Regions from separate parts of the Mus musculus genome. Here region 2 is linked to region 1. A link is a contact called in public promoter capture Hi-C data. All regions are on one chromosome and are shown on one strand. The core of a region is the stretch at or near the end of the contact, and the rest is flanking DNA. Distances in the headings are between cores, read along the strand shown.

Region 1 (6,821 bases), core at 1,087-3,586:
CCGGCTATGAAGATTTTAAGGACAGCAAATGGACAGAGAAAGCACCACTGGACTCGGGAACACGAGCTTTGTTTATCCCTGAGCAACTTCAAGCCCACACTAGCAAGCTGCAATAAGACATTCAACGAAAGCCAGAAATATGGATATTAATACTCACTATTAATAAGAAAGTATACATGCAAAAAGGCCTGCGTGCTGCTTGTGAGCATGCTGACTGTGGGGACCTTCAGAAAGTCATCTTATGTGTCAATGAAATGTTGGGAAATATCCTTGCCATGCTCCAAGACTGGAACTTTTGCTGGACCTCACAGCCAGAGTTAATAATACATTTGGACTCACTTAAGATTGCTAGCCTACTGTCTGCTCAGTTTAAAATAAACAAACCACCCAACCAACCAAACAAAAGCCGTGCCTCCGGTGGTGGCGCATGCCTTTAATCCCAGCACTCGAAAGGCAGAGGCAGGCAGATTTCTGAGTTCGAGGCCACCCTGGTCTACAGAGTGAGTTCCAGGACAGACAGGGCTATACAGAGAAACCCTGTCTTGAAAAACAAAAACAAAAACAACAACAAAAACTAGTCGACCTCACTTGTCTTGGATTTCCCATGTAATATGCCTTTACCACCTAAGCTAATGAGTAGCTATTATCTTAAATGGTGTGCTCTGCCATGCCTCTGACCCAAGGTGATGCATGTCTATCACTTGCTAAAGGCAGCCGATACAGAGGTTAAAAGCTACCAGAAAAGTCAAAAGCACCTATTTATGGATACTGGTTGATAAACAATGACATTTGCAGAACTGTTTTTTGTCTGGGTCAGTTGGGATCAATTGGAGCCAGTGACTTAATCCCTTATAAAACTCTGTTAAAGATTTCTGTAAAGTATCCCATGTCTTCTTGTGTGATGCTTTCTGTGCTGGTCAATAAATACAGAGCAAGCCCTTTGTCAGGGGCAGAGTCCACTCACAGCTACACACCAGACATACATAAACACCGTTAGTCACATGCAGAAAAGACAGACACCCAAAGATATAACAGACAGACACAGAAGGACAGACACAGGGACAGATTCACAAGATCACCTTCAGGCTGACACAGACTCTCATACAAACATACAGTCAGGAGACCCAAGGAGCATGAAGTAGAGAGTTCACATTGGACTCTCTTGGCTAATGTCTCGAAGGGAAATTACTGGTGAGTTGGAGTTAATCACTAATGCGTTTAATCCATGCCATCTTATAATGTCTAGTCAAATGAATAGAAACAAACAAGCAATTTCGAAACCACAAGTCATCCTCCTATGTATTTCATACAGATATAACCTGTGGGGTATAGTTATATTACATTAATGAATTTTAGTTGTTCTAGCCCGAAAAATAACCAAAAGTGGATTCCTCTATAAGCTGATGGCAATGTTGATTTGTTTCTCTAGAGAACATGTTTAACAATTTATATGCACCTCATAATATCAAGTCTTGTGGATAATTTTGGAGAGTGCAATGCTTTTTGAAAAAATCAGGAACAAATTAAGATTTCTATTATGATTTTCATGTGCTACTAAATGATATATATGTAGTCTTTTACAGTGTTTTATAAAGTGGGTCAGAGGTGGGGATATGAGGGAGATGGTACTGTTTAAGGACATGTGAATACAGCATGCTACATGCATTATAAAACACGTAAAAATGTATAAAACATGTATAAAATGTGGGACTGTATAAAGACATTCAAATAAAAATACAGGATGAACATGTCGGTAAGTTGTTCAAAGGAAAGGAGGGCAATGGGGTAGTGAGGAACAGCTGTGAGCTGAGTTCTAAACAGAAGAGCAAAGAGTAAGTCTTACTGAAGAAACGCACCAATTTCCATAAAATATTTTGGGAGGAAAACCATTTTCAGACAGTTTGATGATCTTTTGTTTAGATCAGAAAACAAACTTTGAACAATGTTATATCTGGTGCTGGCTGAAATGAAGTAGGAAAACTGTCTACTGTCTGTGTTTCTAACTTAACCTTAAAAAGAGAACAGAAACTATATTCCCTTGGTTGGATAAAGAGTTAAAAAGGACAAATTACAGAAGATGGGGGAAAGTGCCAAGAAACAACGAGGAACAAGGCTGAGAATTGCAGAGGCAGCTGAGGTAGATGAGAAGATTAAATCAACAGAACACCGACCTGTGCTTTCTCCAGAGCACTATTCGCATTTTCTGAGTTTGCTGTCTCTGTCCGTTTCCTCTTTCTTTTTCTAAGAACTTGGTTGTCGGTGATGTCATCTGTCTGCAAGATCTTCTGCATTTTCTCAATTAGTCAGCCCAGGCTTTCCGGAACGGCGATGGCAGAAACGCCCATGTAGGTGCCGCTGTTCTGCATGCGGTTCTCGCTTCTTAAAAACAAAAACAAAACACAGGGGGCCTCAGCCTGCTGCCGGCTCAGGTGAGCGCCTTTCACGGAAGGTGCCATGTGGAAGGGGCCATGTTGTTGTCTTTCTTACTGGCCAACTTCCCGCACATGTTTACTTGACTCAAAAAAATCCAGCTTGGTGCTGGAGACGTGGCTCAGTGGTTAAGAGCACTGACTGCTCTTCCAGAGGTCCTGAGTTCAATTCCCAGCAACCACATGGCGGCTCACAGCCTGGGATCTGAAGTCCTCACAGATGTGTCTTACGACGGCTATGGTATACTCACATACATAAAATAAATAAGTCTTTTTTGTTTTAAAGATTTTATTTATTTTATATATGTAAGTACACTGTAGCTGTCTTTAGGCACACCAGAAGAGGGCATCAGATCCCATTACAGATGGTTGTGAGCCACCATGTGGTTGCTGGGAATTGAACTCAGGACCTCTAGAAGAGCAGTCAGTGCTCCTAACCTCAGAGCCATCTCCCCAGCCCTAAATAAATAAATAAATAAATAAATCTTAAAAGGAAAAAAAAATCTATTGCAAGGCAGGGGATTGATACACAGTAGCAGGTCATACTTTAAGAAACAAAAGAACCCATTCAGCTTTGTTACCGCCCTCAAGCTGCTCATGTGGTCAGGTGCGGCTAGTTGGCTTTAAAAACTTCAAACAGTGTAAGAACACTTTCCATCTGCCCTTCTTGTCAAGTAGCCATGAAGAATCTACAGGTTTTAAAAATTCTAGGTGTATGTAAACATCATCACACAGAACTGAAATTATGCACTTCTAGGAAAATGTATTAATAATAGTTGACAACATCAGGATGGAGGGTAAACATATTCCCAAGAGACCAATAAGAGTTGCTTAGACCCGAGTTTTGCTTTAAAAGGTGTTTTTCTTTCTGAAAACTCTGCAATCTTATGATAAGAGGTTCCCCTTGTCCCAAACTAGTTGAGTCTATCAGTAGGGTTGTAATGACAACATTTAACCTTGGTTATGTATAGCTGGTGATGCACATTAGGTCTTATTTAATCTTCAGAGTATTTGCTTCAATTGGTTTGTTTTCATAAGCATTTAATTATACGTAATAAAACCAGAGTCAGATTGAGCATATGAGTCTTCATGAAATATATAGAATATTGAGCACCCGGTAATATTTTGCTTCTTATCAAATTACTATAAATGTATTAGCAAATGCACTACTCAAAAATTTTTATTCACAAAGTTTATAATAAAACACTGGAGTCCAGCATCGTTTTGAAAGCTATATTTACTAATGTGATGAGTGAAGTTTTCAAGATAACATTATAGTTGGGCATAGGGTACACACCTGCAAGCCTAGCACTTCAAAGATGAAGGCAGAGGGTTTCATGTTCAAGGCGAACCTGGGTGACACCGTGAAATGTATTTTCTAAATTCTGAAATAAAATAAAACATAAACATACAAAAAGAAAAAAAAACCAAACTGGATAGCATTTTGGTTAGCTGGGGTTCAAATTGAATGTTTGCTCACATAAAAATAATTTCTAATGTTATGTGTGTTTTTTACGTGTGTGTGTGTGTGTGTGTGTGTGTGTGTTCAGGGGCACACATGCCACAGTTGCTGGGTTCAAGGGATTGAACACGTTTCCAGGCTCATTGATTTTTTGATTTCTTTTTTTTTTTTAGATTTATTTATTTATTATATGTAAGTACACTGTAGCTGTCTTCAGACACTCCAGAAGAGGGCATCAGATCTCATTACGGGTGGTTGTGAGCCACCATGTGGTTGCTGGGATTTGAACTTCGGACTTTCGGAAGAGCATTCGGGTGCTCTTACCCACTGAGCCATCTCACCAGCCCGATTTTTTGGTTTCTTAATGGCTGACATTCAAACTGAGTTGAGATGAATTTTCTTTGCAGCTTTAATTTGCATTTCTCTGATGGCTGGTGAGATTTAACATTTTCCATGTGTTTAATGGCACATCTGTTCGTTTTACTTCCCCCATTATTGATGAGTCTGTTTGGTTCCTTGTTTGAATTTTGATGAGGACTGCATTGTCTCTGTGGGTTACTGTTGGTAGACAGCCATTTTTGCAATATTAATAATACAGCACAAGGAAGTTCTTCTCTGGTCTTACCTGTCCAGTGTTCTAACGCCCAGCCTCCTAAGTGCTGGCTTTTCAGTGTGAGCCACCAAATGCAAATACTCACCTTCTGTGCAAGCCCGTAAGGAAAGTTTATATTTACGTATTTCTTCTTTCGTGATATCTTTCACACTGATAGAAACTGGGATATGTTGATACCAACCTACAATCTAATGAAAACGTAAACTGAGAACAAGTTAGGGAGAAGTTCTTCCATGGGCTAGTAGAACAGATTTTGACATGGGGCAAAAGAAAGAGTACTTCCAGACTCTCTTGGTGAAGCCAGCTAAACCAGATATAGAAACCACAAAAAAGAAAATTATAAAACAATCTTTCTAATGGACAGAGGACAAAAACTGTCAACAAAAATACTTGCAACTGAATTGAAGAATACATCACGACCTTCCATCATGATGTCTACAACATCCCAGAACTGTAAGGGATGGTTCCATGTATGTATATCAATAACCTTAAATTAATATATAACTGGACTCAGGACAGAAAGCACCTGATCATCTCAACAGAAGTGGAATAAAACCCAGCATCCCTTTGTGATGAAGTCCCTATGGAGACAAGTCACAGATGGAATATAGTTCAACAGAGTAAATGCCATCACAACAAGCCGGTAGCCAACAGTCTGCTAAATGGCAGAAAACATTTCCACGAAAATTAGAAATGAGTGTCCGCTCTCTTCACTCCCTTTTAATATTGTTTGAAGTTTTAGCTACAGCAAAAGGAAAAGAGAAGGAAATAAAAGGATTGTAAAGAGGAAAAGAAGACACCAAAGTAGCCTTTCTTGCAGAGGACATGATGCTATTCATAAGAGATCCTAAAGACTTCCTCCAGACAACTGTGGCTAATATGTTCAGAAAAGTCACAGGTACACAATTACTATATAATGACCACCCCAAGGACAAACATTCCAATAAATAGGAGGGAAATTTTATTTTATTATTATTATTTTTTTTTTTTTTTTTGGTTTTTCAAGACAGGGTTTCTCTGTATGTGTAGCCCTGGCTGTAGACCAGGCTAGCCTCAAACTCAGAAATCTGCCTGCCTCTGCCTCCCGAATGCTGGGATTAAAGGCGTGTGCCACCACGCCCAGCTGGGAAATCTTATTCTTAATAGCACAAAACTAATAGCAAAAAAAAAGCCACCATGTGGTGGTGGTGCACGCCTTTAATTCCAACACTTGGGAGGCAGAGGCAGGTGGATTTCTGGGTTCAAGGCCAGCCTGGTCTACAGAGTGAGTTTCTAGGACAGCCAGGGCTACACAAAGAAACCATGTCTCGAAAAAAAAAAAAAACAAACAAACCAAAAACAAAAAACAAACCATAAATAAATAAATAAACAAATAGAAAAACCATACCAAACCAAAGTCGTGCGTTGGAATAAACAACCAAGGAAACAAAAGACCTTTCCAAGTTAAAGTTTAATATACGAAAGAAAAGGATTAAGAAAGACAAAGTTGGGAAGACGTCCCAGGCTCAGGGTTAGAAGAATCTACATTGGGAAATGGACATTTTCTGAAAAGCAATCTAAAGATTCAATGCAACTCCGTGGTTCACCAAATGGAACAACAAACCAACCTTCACATGGAAACATGAAAGACAGACAGTCCTGGAATCCAGGAGTGCGGCTGGTGGTGTCACCACCCCTGACCCCAGATTACAGTACAGAGGCAGAAGAAAAACAGCACAGCACGGTGCTGGCACAAAAAAACAGACACACAGGTCAATGGCATAGAAAACAGGAGCTAGATGTAAGACCATGGAAATACTGCTGTCTGAGTTCTCACAAAGAGTCAAAAAAAAAAAAAAAAAAAAAAAAAACAAAAACAAAAAAAAAAAAAACCCACCCTAGAGAAGAGACAGCATCTTCAACAAATGGGGCTGGGAAAACTGAAAATCAGTATGTGGGTGAATGAACACAGATCACTTTTCTCTCACCCTGACCAAAACATCAATTCCCACCAGATCACAGACACAATGGAACGCCTTTAACTCTGACCTTTCTAGAGGAAGATGTAGGGATTCCCTATGAAGACATAGGTGTGGGCAAGAGCTTTCTAAATAGAATCAATCACTTGGGGGGAAAAATTCCAACAGCTAACCAATGGCAGTTCATAAAGTGAACACTTCTATACAACTCAGGATACTCCATTTTGTTAAGAAGCAGCCTACAAGCCGGGCGTGGTGGCGCATGCCTTTAATCCCAGCACTTGGGATACAGAGGCAGGTGGATTTCTGAGTTTGAGGCCAGCCTGGTCTACAAAGTGAGTTCCAGGGCAGCCAGGGCT
Region 2 (6,821 bases), core at 2,436-4,935, 120 kb after region 1:
CAAAGGGTCTGTTTTTATGTCTCAGGGTTTATACAAGATGTGGCTGTAACCCAGATCTTCTTTCTAACAGGAACCATAGCACACCTGGTTCTGAAGTACTTAGAATCAAGGTCTCTCTTATGACATTGAGTAGGTGGGTAAATGCAGGTAAAATCAAGCCAGCAGGAAGCCAGTGGGTGTCTAGTGAGATTCCTGGAAACCTTGAGCCAGCCTGTAGTGTCATACAGCTCTCTAACATTTTCTGGGAATTAAAGACACTGTAATAAAGGAGAGTAACTCTGCACTTAGAGAAACTTGACTCACCTGGTGTTTGTGGGATATCCATTTAACTACAGGACCTGATAGCTGCCTCCTGTTTCTCTTGTTTTGTGCTCTATAGTTCTCTTCTTAAAAACACTTTCACTTCCATTCTGTCAGTTAGCATAGTCCCTCTCTCCTCCCATCCTTTATCTTTCCAATACTATCTGAATACAGTGGCATCTCATCAATCAATCAATGAGAGGGTGTGTGTCTCACACCCAGGTATCAAAAGAAAAGGAACATTGCCAGGTGAAGACTGTGTCAGGATGCACGAGTTCCACACCTGAAGTTTCACATGAAGTCTCTCTAGTGTTAAATGTTTGTTTTAATTCTTCTTTGAAAACTGGCTGGCCGACCTCAGTGGGCTCACTGATACCAACTTCTGCCAGCCCTTGGCACACCTCTGGGTGGCATTCTCCCAGAGGTGTGCCATGTGGCAGTTCGGTGGGCCAGACTCCACCATTTTCTTGTAATTGATTTAACTTTTATGAGTGTTCTATAGTATTCCCAGAAGATACGTTTTAAGCTACATTTCTAAGGATAGACACTCTTAAGTCAGTTATTTTATCCCTTTGTTCTTGGCAGCAGATTTCAGAGTCCTTCAAGGAAGGAGCCTATAGATAGTTAAGACACATTTAACTGGATGACATAAATAAACATCACCATAAAATGTAAGATTAAGTATTGTCTAGTTTGCTGGGTGGTAGTGGTATATGCCTTTAATCCCAGCACTAGGGAGGCAGAGGCAGGTGGATCTCTGTGAGTTCGAGGCCAGCCTGGTCTACAGAGTGAGTTCCAGGACAACCAAGGCTATACCGAGAATCCCTGTCTCAGAACAAAAGCAAGCAAATAAATGAAAAAAACTAAACAACAACAGCAACACACACAAAAACAACAAACAAGCAATCAAACAAACAAACAAACAAACAAGCATTGTCTAGTTATGGAATGTCCCGGTATTTTAGTCTGTGGTCCTGATATGCTTTGGTTTTGTGGAGCTATTTTCAGACATGGGTTTGTTTTTCTATTTGGAAATTATTGAAAACATCCTTCAAGTGAAATATCTGTTTGTAGATACTTATATACAAACTAGTCTTTGATGTCTATATTTCCACACTTTTGTCTTCTGAGGTAATTCTTGCTGTGTAGTTCAGCATGACCTCAAATTGGAGATCCCCCTGCTCCATCCTTCTGGTTAGCTTCATTCTTTAGCTGTTTCTCTGGTCTTGTTTAATTGTTTGTGTTTTGAGACAAGTCTTGTCATGAGTTCTGTCGGGTACTCCATATTTATATGAAGGGTCCCACTACTGAGCCCTACCAAGCCTACATCTTAATTTTCGAGGTTTCTAGGTAATTAATCTTTTAGCAATTCCAAATTGTCACAAATCTAAAACAAATGTGTGTAAAGGTGCATTTGCTGAATCCAGACCCATGCTGTGCAAGAGTCAACTTTAATGTATTTTTTGCATGGGTTTTCTTTACTGTGAAATCATGCTCCTTGCTGCGGACGTGTCCATGATTTTGGTCCAGTACTAAATCTAAAACAAACCTAATTCTTTCATGCCCTGCAAATACATGGTAAGATCTTTGAGAGTTTTGAGGATTGTCTTAGGGTTTTACTGCTGTGAACAGACACCATGACCAAGGCAACTCTTATATGGACAACATTTAATTGGGGCTGGCTTACAAGTTCACAGGTTCAGTCCATTATCATCAAGGTGGGGACATGGCAGCATCCAGGCAGGCATGATGCAGGAGGAGCTGAGAGTTCTATATCTTCATCTGAAGGTTGCTAACAGAATACTGGCTTTCAGGCAGCTAGGATGAGCTAGGATGAGGTATTAATGTCTACACCCATTGACACACCTACACCAATCAGGTCACACCTCTTAATAGTGCCACTCCCTGGGCTGAGCATATATAAACCTTCATAAGGATTTTCAGTTTTACCTTGTGCATGAATACACTGTGGTCAAGAACACAGGCTTTGCTGTTGAAAGGACCAAAATAGAGGTCTCTGGCTTCGCCTCGTAAGACAGTGGATGTGGATAAGTCTTCCACCTCCCCTAAGCATCTTTCTGTTTGGATTGTCGTTTCAGATGCTTGGCTAGCAAGTGAAATGCTTGTTCTAGTCCCCGATTACAGTCACCCATTAAATGAAGCATCTAGGTGGCATATGCTGGCTAAGCTGGAAGAAAGCCTATCTTAATCCCAGCTAAGACGATTTCGAATTTGAAACCGTGCCTCTGATGGGAACTTCAGTTAATTTTGCAATCCCTTGCTCACGATATGTACCAGTTAAGATGTGGGAATCAACCAAGTGTTCAACAGTGATTGGACAGATAATCAAAATGCAGCCTCTGGGAACCGGGTGTTACTTCTAAGCCGAAAAACAAGAGGAAGCTTTGATACTTGTGAAAAAGGGAAGGAGGATGTGGGATCACACTCCTGAAATCCCAGCGTTTGGGAGTCTGATGCAGGGTGTTGGTGGATTTGGAAGGCACCCTGGACAACTGTGGTCAAGGCTAATCCAAGCTCGGCAGTGAAGCCCGATTTCAAAAACCAACCAACCAACCAAGGTTTGAGGGTGAAGCACCGTGGTGACGCCAGGATACTGCTCAGTCTCTGGGCTCGATCCCCAATCTCCTGACCACAAAAGCAACTGAAAGTTTGGGACCCTTTCCCCCGAAGCAAGAGTGGTCCAGAGACTACTTCTGGTTCCCTAGATCAGCACACTGACTAGTTCTGTTTAATGCAATTAAAAGTAATTACAGATGCCAAGTTTCCTCAGTCTGCATCTCCTAAGGACTGGGCTACCTTTCCTACAACCACCAGATCATCGCCACACCTTAGAAACTTAATAGTCCTAATATACCTGATAAACCATCTTGACTTGGGTTTAGAGATTCTCAATTTTCCCTAGGATGAGCTTTTAGCTTTTTTTTTTTTAAGTTAAAAGAATGTAGAGTTCTATCAAGGTTCATCTCTCTCTCTCTCTCTCTCTCTCTCTCTCTCACACACACACACACACACACACCTGCACACATGCACACATGCACACATAGGGACATTTTTGGTGGCTCCTTTTTCTGTTCACATCCCAAGAGAGTACTTTCTTTTTGGGAAGTACCTATTTCACACTATGGATTGTTTTGCAGAATCTAGGACTAACATCTGTATAATCAAGATTTGTGTAAATTTATTATCATTATTATTATTTAAAGACAAGATGTGGGTAGATGCTGAGTTGGTGGGGCAGAATGTATTCTCCAACTCTGAATGTCCCGATCTTTAGCAAAATCCTCCCCTTTGGCCTTGTTTCCCACTGCCTTTGGAGAGTACCCAGGGCCAAGACCATTTCCTGGCAGTAGCTCACAGACCAGGCTGTGTAGACCCAGCCGCAGCCAGCTACACAGTCCTGCTGCTGATGTCGCAGAGTCTGTCCTGGGATGTCAGTTAGGAAGTTATTCAAAACTGTCACATTATCTAATTATCCTGGCATTAGGGAATTTCGGTTGCTTTTGTAGCATAGAAAAGTTAGAGTGAATCTTTTTTTTTTTTTTAAAGATTTATTTATTTATTATATGTAAGTACACTGTAGCTGTCTTCAGACGCACCAGAAGAGGGCATCAGATCTCATTACGGATGGTTGTGAGCCACCATGTGGTTGTTGGGATTTGAACTCTGGACCTTTGGAAGAGCAGTCGGGTGCTCTTACCCACTGAGCCATCTCACCAGCCCTAGAGTGAATCTTTTAGTGGCCTAATTTGATTGTTAGTTTAATAGCCAAGGTTGTGGAAGACCTGGTGCAGGGTTGTTTGGTTTATTGAAGCCTAGAGTTTTTGCTTCTTTGGTTACCGAGATTCAAGTGCGTACAGACAGAACCCACCAGCTTATGAGACGAAACGCCAGCCCTGCCTTCACGATCCCAGTGAGCCTTTCCCTTTCTGGAGAACCAGTTTCTTCCTCTGTTTCCTTGTTATCAGCAGGTGGAGATGACAGAGAGTGGTGTGAATTGGAGTCCTAGCCCCGGGGTCAGGAGGCCAGAGACTCCCATACATCTGCTAATGTAGTTTGTGCATAATTGTTTGTTTGCTTTGCTCTGGGAAGAGGCTACAGGGGCTCCGTTCACTTTCTGAGGACCTCCTGAGCTCCCAAAGCAAAACGCTAGTTTTCATATCCGATGTTTTCTCTGGGCATTTCCTTTTGGTGATTTCTTTTGTTTGTTTGAGTTTAAAAACTGTCAGAAACAAACAAAACTTGTTAATCTTTGTCACTGCCCAGAGCTAACCACTACTAAACAGTAATATATCCATATTTAAACACGTAAGGGGGGTACATATGTGTGTATGGATTTTTTAAAGCTGTCATATATTATTTCCTCTTTTGTTAAATGTAGATCAACATGTTTGTTTAATTTCTGCAGGGTAACCTGTGCTATCGATACAGTATATTTAACTAATTCCCTATGGATGAACATTTGTATTTTGATAGGAATCGGTCTTTAAGCACCAGTAGAATTAGAAATAGCGGCTTTTGTTGCGTAAGGGACTCCTTTTCCTTTGTCCCACTAACTTAAGCCCCTCATCAAAGGTCAGGCTGCAGTGTTTGGGCCAGGGAGTTGTTTATTGTCTCCAATTAAATAAAACACCATACTGTTCTCTCCAGCCCTAAGATAGTAGCAAGATTTGGCAAGTCATTACAGATCAATAAGGAATATAATAGTTTATATGAACTCTCCACTTTGAAGTAGCTTCATTTAAATATATTATCAATTTTAAGCTTTCAAATAGGCTTTAATTTTGTAGAGTACTTCCAGTCCTAAAAGTGATTTGTGTGTGTGTGTGTATGTGCACAAGAGCGCGTGCATTTTTGGGAAAAAAAAGTGAAATACTGTAATTGTTAAAAGGCTTGAACCCCGTAGACAAGAAGGGACATTATTTCATATAATGTGTCTGATATAAATGTGTGTGGCCCCTATATTCCTGGAGTAAATTGTTGAAAGATGTGGCCCTGAGTATGTTTCTTACTGTTCTCTCTTATCTGGTTATCAATGACATGACCAGATTAGAGGCTGTGCCAGTCAACACCCTGGGGTCCAGGGTAGTAACTGTCCCATCTGGCTGTGGGGTGATTAATAGTGGTGCTGGCATGGCATAAATCACATTTTGTTCTTCAGTCAGCTGAGACTCTGGCCATTAGAAAATTTACTCTGCAAAAATCAATAGCCAGTGATTTTTGGAAAAGAGCAGTTATTCTCTCCCCCCACCTCCATAAACATTAACAAATTACTGTCTCTCTAAAATAGTATAGAAATACAATCTCAGAGATGAAGTAAGGACCTTAAATAAGGACAAATAGGAAGCCATTTTGAGGAACCCAAGGCAACCAAAGAAACCCAGTAGCCCTTAAACGTCTTTAAAATGCCACCCTTCCTTCCCTTCAGATTCCGCAAATGACGAACCTTAGAGAACTCAAGTTGAACTCAAGTTGAAGTTTCACAAAAGCTCGGGAAAATAAATTAAGTTCATAACAGCTAATGTCACACACACCTCAGGATGGACTGAAGCTAGAATATAGAAATCCAAGTTTATTCATTTACTTTTGTCAGATTTGCTTAAGGTGCTATTATTACTAGGAAAGCCAGCATGATTTAAATCTTAACATGCCTCATTTGGAGGGATATATGAATTTTTACCATAGTAGCTTTGACGGTAGAACAGCCACGGTTTAAATGGACAGTGGCAAAATCAGTGGTCCTGACTGGTGACAGTCTGTCTGACAAGCCGCATGTGAGTCCTGTGGGAGTTGCACACACAGCCTGTTGGTGCTGCAGGTACCAGTGTGAGTAGCTCACTGTTATTACTTCAAATTGGAGCTTGTCTCATTGAGCTGATTTCTGCCTGCAGCTTGCTGCTTGGGGAATCCATGGCTGTAGCTTCCATCTCAAGGAATTCGAATTCAAGTTATGTTAGTTTGGCTTCTTCACTGTGAGCCTGGGCAAGTGAAGACTTCCCTTTGATACTCTTCAGAATTCTTAATCCAGTCTACAGCATCTCTTCCTTGCTGAGCTGTGGGCTGTCTAAATACTCACAGACACAACCCAATAAGAGGGAAGGAATAAGACCATGTGCCTTTTATGAAAACATTATGACCCCGAGGATTCTAAGCGCCTGCAGGATCCAGGAAGAGTAACCTTCAGGCAGAGTGGTTTTGGTAAAAGTCTGTGTTTCTCATCTTCCTGATGGCTGCAGCTGAGGAGAACTTGGCTTCCTGTCCCCGCACTGTGTCCTCATTTACATTATTGGCAGCCCTTCGCTGCTGGAAGTTTAAATTATCTCAAGAACTCTAAACTGAGTTCAGATGTTTGTTTATTGGCGTTGCCTTCGGCCTTTGAAAGCAGGCTTTTGTGTTCTCCCGGTCTTAAGAAAAGGCTCTTCTCAGAATCAGCCCTCCTTCCCTCCCTCCTCACCCTTTTCTGGGAACCCGCTTCAGTCTCATGCAGAAAATTAAATACAGGG

What was found. Capture Hi-C pulls out chosen DNA fragments and counts their contacts.
Region 2: a contact with region 1 is called in a promoter capture Hi-C map of adipose tissue. The contact joins two enhancer-like sites. A contact is called at or near these places in 1 of 39 promoter capture datasets (macrophages), 2 of 484 Hi-C or Micro-C datasets (both in embryonic stem cells) and 2 of 9 other capture datasets (adipose tissue and liver).

Annotation. Positions count from the first base shown.
Region 1 is chr1:33,881,270-33,888,090 of GRCm38.p6, forward strand. It overlaps Bend6 (BEN domain containing 6), which reads right to left. Exons shown (of 7, transcript NM_177235.3): 2 at 2,172-2,379. The coding sequence starts at 2,291. Among named protein-coding and RNA genes, the nearest start is that of Gm38471, 9.9 kb to the left of the region's middle. Within about 2 kb of position 2,337, at least 147 of the 459 cell types and tissues checked have an H3K27ac peak or open chromatin away from gene starts, as enhancers often do. A contact at or near this core is called in adipose tissue, where this site is marked.
Region 2 is chr1:33,998,841-34,005,661 of GRCm38.p6, forward strand. All of the region lies in intron 3 of Dst (dystonin), which reads left to right. Among named protein-coding and RNA genes, the nearest start is that of Dst, 94 kb to the left of the region's middle. Within about 2 kb of position 3,686, at least 1 of the 459 cell types and tissues checked has an H3K27ac peak or open chromatin away from gene starts, as enhancers often do. A contact at or near this core is called in adipose tissue, where this site is marked.